Linked DNA regions of Capra hircus: region 1 is linked to region 2. Evidence: chromatin contacts called from public Hi-C data. All regions are on one chromosome and are shown on one strand. Each heading gives the region's core, a stretch centred on a gene start, on an enhancer-like site or on the middle of the called end of the contact. The rest is flanking DNA. Distances are from core to core; before and after follow the strand shown. Region 1 holds the start of SELL (L-selectin). Region 2 overlaps SELP (P-selectin).

Region 1 (4,538 bases), core at 1,858-4,357, 110 kb before region 2:
GTGGATGAACAAAAGCAGATTTGGGCTCATCTTAAGAAGCAGGACTGCTTTTCACAAATGGAATGAGTTGTCTCCGAAGGCAAAAAGTTTAAATCCAGTTATGGAGCAAAATATATTTGGCAACAGTGCAGCATAAAATGGAAATAAAGGAGAAAGCTGATGGCTACAAATAAAGGAACTAGGTAATATCCTAGAGGTTCCATAAGGTAGGATTAAGAGGCAATGCAGTGGGCTTCCCTGGTGGCTCGGTGATAAAGAACCCACCTGTCAATGGAGGAGGTGAAGGTTCAATCCCTGGGTCGGGGAAGATCCCTTGGAGAAAGAACTGGCAACCCCCTCTACTTTTCTTGCCTGGAGAATTTTCCATGGACAGAAGAGCCTGGCGGGCTACAGTCCATGGATTTGCAAAGAGTTGGACATGATTGAATGAGTAAACAACAACAAAAGCAGACCAGAAAATGAGAAGAGAGAGTGGTCAGGTTATTTCCTACTCACTCTTTTCCCTTTCTGGTGCTATTTCTGGAAGCAGCTGCCTCCTTCCTCTACTACATCTTCTGATGGGGGACTTCCCCCCAGGGTCCTAGTCCTCACTGATACACTATGTCCTCTCCTTGACTTTCCAGTCCCAAGGATGCAATAGCTTCCTGTATTGCCAGTCTCTGCATACTCATTTTCTCTTGTTTGTTTTCTTAACCTTGTTGTTCACATGTTGCAAGTGGCCCCTCCATTAAAGGCTTTTCAGGGGGGAAGAATTCACTCATCTGGGGCCAGCTTTGTTTCTGGATGGGCCCCTGAATGAAACTCATTTTAACCGAATCACTTAAACTATTTTGTTGAAAACAGGCCATAAGAGGAAAAGAGTAGAAACATGGAGTCCAGATAGGAGGCTTTTGCAACAATAATATAGGTGAGGGATGATGATGGTTTGGGTTCATAATAAAATAGAAGTGATTGCTGAAAATATTTTCATGAGAAAGACAAAAGATGGTGACATATTGGATATGAGTTGTGAGAAAAAGAGAGGTGTCCCAGTTAACTCCAAAGCTTTGGCTTAAGTAATTGGAAGGATGGGGTTATAATTTACTGAAATGGGAAAGGCTGTGGGAAGAACCCACCAGGTATGGAGGAAGTTCAATTCAGTACATGCACAATTTGAGAGGCTTGAGGTGAGGTGAAGTCGCTCAGTCGTGTTCGACTCTTTGCGACCCCATGGACTGTAGCCTACCAGGCTCCTCTATCCATGGGATTTTCCAGGCAAGAGTACTGGAGTGGGTTGCCATTTCCTTCTCCACAAAGTCATCAGCATCTAGCTGGTCATCAAAGTGTAGAGACTGGATTGTGTTGTCAAGTCCATGAAGGTAAATAAGAAGAGAAAAAGCAGTGAGCAGCGGAGCACTCCAAAGGTCTGGTGGTTGGAGAGATGAGGGAGAGTCAAGAAATGAAATAGAGAGGGACTAGCCAGGGAAGCAGGAGGAAGTTCAGGAGTGCGTGTGTGCACCACTGGTCAGTCACGTCCGACTCTGCGACCGCATGAACTGTAACACACCAGGTTCCTCTGTCCATGGGATTTCCCAGGTAAGAATATTGGAGTAGGTTGCCATTTCCTCCTCCAGCGGATCTTCCCAAATCTGGGATCAAATCTGAGTTTCCTTCATTGGCAGCTGGATTCTTTACTGCTGAGTCACTAGGGAAGTGAAATCCAGGAGCTGATTGGTCAAATAAGATGAAGACAGATAACTGGCTTTTGGCTTCAGTGAAGTGAAGGACCTCGGCAAGAGCAGTGTCTGGGGATGTGTGTGGCTGGAAGCCTGGTTGGATGGACAAGGGTTGAGAGAATTAAAAGGAAGGACTTAGAAACACAGGTCTAGACATGTCTTTGGAGTATACATAGCAGGAGCACTGGCAATTCTCCATCTTCTTAGCTCCCAGGTTGGTTCCCACTTCAGCATGTCTTCTGGGTTCCTTTCAGAATTGCAGCTTAACTATCAGCAGCATGGTTTCCAGGACTGACTGACCCTGGTTCAAAACTCCAGCCCTGTCTCTTACTACTTTTGTGACTAAAGCAACTTTTTTAACCTCTCTGAGACTTTTAAAAACGGGGATAATAATTATATTCACTGGAGAGCAGTAATACTTAATATAATTACTGGATTATTGTTTTAATATTACTGCTTAAATATAATAATTTAAGCAGTACTATTTGATATAATTACTGGAGAGCTGTGATGTTAAGCTTTATAAAGGTTAAATAAGGTGATAAATATGGAGTGTTGAGCCCTACACAATTGTTGTTGTTACTATCTTTTTAAAAATGTTAATCTGACTATGTCAGTAACTCTTCCTTTACATTTCCCTCCACCATACGGATCCTAATTTTGTATGCAGTCTATCTCCTTTACATCTTAGGTCTAGAAATATAAAGGTACCTGTAGGCCCTGACACCTGCTAGGGCAAAAAGCTAGAGTCGCCGATCTTCAGGAGGTGCCATTAATAAGAACGTCCACTAGGGGGTGAGCAAGGAAAGAGGGAGGAGAAAGAGCTACCATTAATCCAGTCTGTTGGGTTAGCTCTCCTGGAGTTTAACAGGGCCTCCCCATGTAGCTCAGGGGTAAAGAATCCATCTGCCAATGCAAGGAGATGCTTGCTGGTTGAAATTCCATGGACAGAGGAGCCTGGCGGGCTACAGTCCACGGGGTCGAAAAGAGTCGGATACAGCTGAGCACACAAACCCTGAGGTTTAAGACTTTATAAATCTGGCCAAAATAATAATGTTTTGAATGTGTGGTGCTTGAAACTGTCAGGGGCTCTCTACCATGGATCGCCAGGAGCTAGTCTAATGCTTATAAAAAGAAAGGAGAGAGAGACAGAGAAAGGAGGAGGAGGAGGAGGAGAGGAAGAAGAAAGGGGAGGAGAAGGTGGGGAGGAGGTTGGAAGGAAGGGAGAAAGGAAGAGGGAGGGAGCAAAGGAGGGAAGAAGGGAAGATCCAGCACTAATGTCTTGGATCAGCAGTTCTTGTTTTCTTAGGGTTGGTGCTAGAGCGCAGACTAGGAAAGGGGTGGAGAAAGAGGTGCAGAGAGGTGGAGGAAGGGGAGGAAGAAGGGGAAGGGGAGGGTGTGAGCCTTGGTTAGAGATATGAAAGAAAGTAAGCCTTTCTGGGGACAGTGAGTGCAGTCTTCCTGCACACCCAGCCTTGGGCAAGGACCCAGAGACCTGTGGTGCTGAGCTGAGAGGCTGAAGGGCTGCAAAAGGACGGAGCAAAGCCATGGTAAGCTTTTCAGCCTAAAATATGTCCAGATGCTCAGATAGAACCTCGTCTTGGAATGCAGAGGCAGGTGGCAGAAGACAAGAAGCAGCACATTTATTTTTTGGTTTAAAAAAGCCAAAACTAAAATTGCTGAGTCTAAATTAAAAAGTGTTCCTAGAATCTCTCTTCCCACGTGTGCTGATTTCTTCTCCTTGACTTGTCTCTACTGAGGGTTCCTGAAGAAGTACTACAATCTTGCGGAAATTAGCACTCTTGTGACTGAACACTGACACTATCTTGAGAATTGATACATTTCAGAAAATATGATGTAAAGATGTGAAGAAATTTTATGGTCTTGTCATCTGAGTTGCTCAAAATGTATTTCTGTTTAGTTGAGAAAAAATGAACTCCTTTCTTTCAGTAGTGTCTGTTTGGTTACCTACTTCTTTTAGGAATTTGGAGTACTGACCCATCATAGTTAAGTGTGAGTTTTTAATATTAAATCTAGACACTAATAGTTCATTAAGGACTAAGTAAGTAAGTGTTAGCTGCTCAATCGTGTGCCACTCTTTGCAACCCCATGGACTGCAGCCTGCCAGGCTCCTCTGTCCATGGGATTCTCCAGGCAAGAATACTGGAGTGGGTTGTCATTTTCTTCTCCAATTAAGGACCAAAGAACACTTAAAAAATATATGTACTAACTATCACATAGCTTTATCTGACAGCTCAGCAGATAAGTAGATGCAAAAAGTTACTGAAATGTAGAAAAAAATATCAGAACAGCAGCAATAGCAGCTTGAGGCTAAAATAGGAGGAAAAAAAAAACAACTATACACCAGTTTTGAAGCAAATTTAACTCTACTTTTTCACCCATGTCTGAGAAATCTCTTACCTCAGACAAGGTTAGTAGGCATATGCGTTATACTTTGAACTTTGAGAAAGTTGTAAGTACCTCTTCAAGGTACCTGTAAAATGGTGATTTAGAGTATAAATCTGAGTAAAATTTTGTATTCTATTTGCAGCTATGTCCATGGAAATGTCAAAATGTTCAGAGGGGCTTGTGGAATGTCTTTCAACTGTGGGTCTGGATTATGCTCTGTTGCGGTATGTTATGATTTTTTTTATATTGCTAAGCTTTTTAAAAAACATATGTTCAGGTTTTGGTAAATATCTACTGAGTGTACACAGGTAAAAGTGGCAGGTAAAAGTATTAGGTAGATGGCTGCTAATTCTACCCTTTCTGCAAACATCCCTTTTCTTCCTTTCACCTTTAATATTTCCTTCCCCAGAGAAC
Region 2 (4,554 bases), core at 335-2,834:
GGGATGCTCCTTTTCCAGAATGCCAAGGTAGGATGAACTCTTTCCAGTGTCTTAGAAACAAATTGTAGTTATTTTTAAAAGCTATATTTAAAAGGTAGTAACTGTCTAGGGGACAGAAGCTTGAAATGGACTAGAAAATGAATAAACACTATCATCAGGAAGCCCTTGTTATCAGGTCACATGGGGATCCCACGCGCAGAGGCCTTGAGGGGCTGGCAGATACCACAAGCGACAGGATGTCCGACGGCAGGACAGGGGCATGGGCTGAAGGTCCCTATCATGAACTAGGTTCGCTGGTCTCACTTGGCTAAAGATAGTCGCTGGAAACAAGGCCAGGGAAAAAGACAGTCCCATGATGTTGTTCCAAGAGTAATCTGGCACTTTAATCCTAGGAAACACAGAGTGTAGTGGTGGAATGGCAGGTAGCGCATGGGTTTAATAGGAGAAGGGGAGGGGCAGCATTTACAGGTGCCTGGCTGCAAACAAGATTGGAGAAACCCACTTAGAGTAAAGTGAAGAGTGATTAAAACAGAAAGAAACTAATCTACACATGCAAAGTCACAGGATTCTCGGAAGAAAAAAAGTACCTATTCACTATAATCATATATGTCTGCATTTCACCTGATATAAAATAAAGCCAGTTATTGAGTGAAATGGAACTGGTTCTGATCATCTGGGTTTGGAAATTGAAAGATAGATGTATACTTTTTATACTCCCCATTCCTTTTTCTATCCAATTATTTACTTATATTTATGTCAAACCCTACCTTTAAAAGATAACATTTGTATTTATAAAAGCTTCTCTTGTAGCTCAGTAGGTAAAGAATCTGCCTGCAGTGCAGGAGACTTGGGTTCGATCCCTGGGTTGGGAAGATCCCCTGGAGAAGGAAATGGTAACCCACTCCAGTATCCTTGCCTGGAAAATCTCAGAGACAGAGGAGCCTGGTGGGCTACAGTCCATGGGGTCGCAAAGAGTTGGGCATGACTGAGCGACTAACATTACTTACCTTTAAAAGATAACATTTGTATTTATAAAAGCTCTAGAAAAATAAACAAAAAAATCTTCTTACATACTGTCCCCAAAATACCCCACCCTAAAATAGACACTGGTTATATTTCTCTATTATTGTATAAATTCCTCCAATGTTTTCCCACTTTCCCCTCCACACAATTAGTATTTTTATGAGGCATATATAAGCTTAATAATAAAATTAGATAGGTAAAATACTAGACAATTCTGCATCATTTGCCTTTGCTTTTCGCTTTGTGCCCGCTTTCAACATGAGTAAAAGCAGACAGATACATGTTTTTAATAAAAAGGAAACCACTTGCTATTCAGGTCACACATAAGCACACACAAGCACACATACACGCACACTACTATTAAGTTAGGTCAACACAGAGTGAACCAATGAATGAGCAAAGGGGCTGACCAGCTCAACAGAGCTGCATGGTCTTTATCCCCAGACACAAGAGAGCCTGGCAAGCCCCGGGGGCTAAGGCTGAGCCCACCTTCCGAGCTGGGTCTGCAGAGACCAGGCTGAGGCTTGTGACCTTGGCCCCTCAGCTCTCACCCTGGCTACGCTGAAGCCTGGATACACTACAAAGTCCGCACGACTGTAGGGAAGAACCTGGGAGTCCCTGAGGGCGTTCCAGTGCACAGCACCTTTCCGGACAGCCTTGGGCTGTGCAGGGCACAGATTACAGTTCATTGCTCCATACTGGCCTGCCTGTGGGTGTTTCACAGGAGGGAGGCTGACACTCACCACGGCTTCCTGTGACCTTCTAGTTCCCTTCCGCTTTTAGTTCTTTGTTTACTCTGACTGAACTTTCTCCTCTTGCTGCTGAGCGAGCATCATGTGAAATACCCAAATGTGGTCTGGGCAGGAAGGTACCATGAGGCTTGCAACCTACTAGCTGTTGTAATGTGCCCCAAATGTGTTATCAGTTTCCTTTTCCAATGCCACACCCCCACACCCACCTTCCCACCCCAGCTATCAGAAGGCAGAGTCACAATAGAGCAGCACACAGACTCATGCACCAACACTCATCGCACCACACTTGTCCTGCTTGGCTTGTCTCCTCTCCCCTCTCCTCACCCCCACACCGAATACAGAAAGACTTTTCAAGCGGTGGAAAATACCAGGTCTTTGGACAAATGGATGAGATGGGGGATGTAGCTGGAGAGAAGAAGGGAAGAGAGAGGTGCAGAAAATGCTCACAAAGCCTCAAGCAGTTCAAATCTGTGGCTGAAAGACAGCCCTGGTTCATCCACACTACCACTGTCTCTGGTCTAAAGCCACACACGACCCAATCAGGCCAAAGAATGCAGAAGAAACACCTTAAACCATGTTTTCATTTTTTTAAAAGCTAGCGTGTTTAATTGAGTTTTATTTCATTAATTGGCTGAGGGATATCTTGGCAGCCATTAACATTTGCATACATAGTGTTTTCATTTTTGAACCTTATAAAAATCCTGAGAACTATGTAATGCTATTATCCAGATTTTAAAGGTGAATAAACATATGGAAATTCAGAGAGGTTAAGGGACTGGCCGAAAGTCACAGAGCATGATCTCTAACCAAATCAAATCCTCTAGCACCACAAACTCCACATGGATAAACTGTGGCAAAGAACTGTGATATCTTATTGACCATTTTTTGTAAGTAGACAGGTAGAGTCATTTGCTGCTGGTCATTACAGGATGAGACTGGTGGAAAGAGCATTTGCAGATGGCCAGTTCCATTATTTGCCTACCTTGTGTCATGATTTTTTAATTTAATTTTTGCCTATATTTTGTTAACTTATTATTTTATATAATAAATTTGAGGTTCTCCGCAAAGCAAAGATTGTTATTTTCCCCATTTCATAGATGAAGCAACTGAGGTTCAGTATGTTTATTGTCCAGAGATGCACTGCCAGTGAGTAACAGAGGCAAGTTTTGGACCCAGAGTTCATCACTTGGTTGGGGGAAGGAAATTTTGGAAGAGGAGAAAGTATTTCACTCCATTTCCCTATTTCCAATCACTTGTCATTGTTTTCTGGCAATGTTATTGGGTCTACCTCTGAAGAAAGTGTCAAGGAAGCAGTCACTCCCACTCTCATCCAGGGGTAACTAACATGAGCTGCATCACCATCACCATCTTTCCCAACAAAGTGCCAGCATCCTTTTAAATCACCCCTAAAGCTCCTTTAAATCTCTTTAGGGGTAAGCGTTTCAGAATACCAACCCACTGTCAGCTGCCGTTTCACACATTCAGGACGTCTAACTGGTGACTAGCATCATGCAATTTAAACAATCATTCTAACCCAGTACTGCACTGGTCTGTTAAGGACACACACACACACACACACACACACACACACACACACACACACACACACTGATTTAAGTGGCTGTGTTCTAAAACAATCTCCTCTCTCCTCCTTGTCTATGCCCATGCTAGCTGTTACCTGTGCACCTCTGCCAAACCCTCAGAATGGAGAAAAGACTTGTGTCCAACCTCTTGGAGGTTCCAGTTATAAGTCCACATGCTGGTTCACCTGTCATGAGGGATTCTCTTTATCCGGACCAGAAAGACTGGACTGTACTCCATCTGGACACTGGACGGGCTCCCCACCAACATGTGAAGGTAGGACCATGGGTTTACCCTTTCTTATGGCTCCTCAGGTACCAGTATAGAATGGAGCCTCATCATCAGGAGTTCATGTAAACCTCAAGCTAAAGAAAGCCTTCTCTTCAAGGCATAACAATCTAGACCAAAAGCTTCCCCACCTCGAGTATTCTTGTTACAATAACTTTAACCATTTCATAGTTCCATAATGTATTTCAGTGTCATTGTGATGTTTGATGTTTATCACAATCCTGAAATAATGAGGATAGGCAATATTATCGCCATTTTATGGATGAGAAAATAGAGGCTCAGAGATTAGGTAATTTATGGAAATTCATACTATTAGTGACGAAGCTCAGCTATGTCACTGGGACTTTTACTTCATTGTAAAGAATTTTCGTACTACACTCTTATTCATTCCGACATCCTCCTTCACTGAGCATTGCTAAGCTCCAGACACTGAGCTGACCTCAGAGTGGGTGTGATTCCATCCCAGCCCCTCGAGGGTCTCAGTCTAACGATTTGTGTATAGCCTCTCCTTGCTCCAGTTCCATATGGATTACAAGCTCCCTGAGGGCAGGGACTGTCCCAACTTCACCTTTGCATGTCCTACAGCAGCTAGACAGAAAAAAAAATGTAGGTGTGTGACAAGTATCTGTTGAACTGAATCTTCTCATTTGCTGATTAAATTTATTCAAACCCAAGCCTTATTGACAACGAATTAGTGGATCCTCAAAGGCAATGGCCAGATCTTATCTGATTCCCCTGAAACATCTGGCTGACACATATCTGGTATATGAAAGTGAAACTGTTAATCACTCAGTTGCGTCTGACCCTTTGTGACCGCATGGACTGTAGTCTGCCAGGCTCCTCTGTCTACAGAGATTCTCCAGTCAAGAATACTGAAGTGGGTAGCTGTTCCCTTTTCCAGGGGATCTTC

The links. Hi-C and Micro-C count contacts between places; a contact is called where the count stands out from the background.
Region 1: a Hi-C map of liver shows a contact between it and region 2, with 6 times the contacts expected there. The contact joins the promoter of SELL here to the enhancer-like site in region 2. A contact is called at or near these places in 4 of 5 Hi-C or Micro-C datasets (blood and liver).

Annotation. Positions count from the first base shown.
Region 1 is chr16:35,898,569-35,903,106 of ARS1.2, reverse strand. SELL (L-selectin) reads left to right here and starts at 3,107. Exons shown (of 9, transcript XM_018060287.1): 1 at 3,107-3,265; 2 at 4,267-4,348. The coding sequence starts at 3,263.
Region 2 is chr16:35,786,056-35,790,609 of ARS1.2, reverse strand. It overlaps SELP (P-selectin), which reads left to right. Exons shown (of 16, transcript XM_013970188.2): 8 at 1-27; 9 at 3,447-3,632. Among named protein-coding and RNA genes, the nearest start is that of F5, 20 kb to the right of the region's middle. Within about 2 kb of position 1,584, at least 1 of the 5 cell types and tissues checked has an H3K27ac peak or open chromatin away from gene starts, as enhancers often do.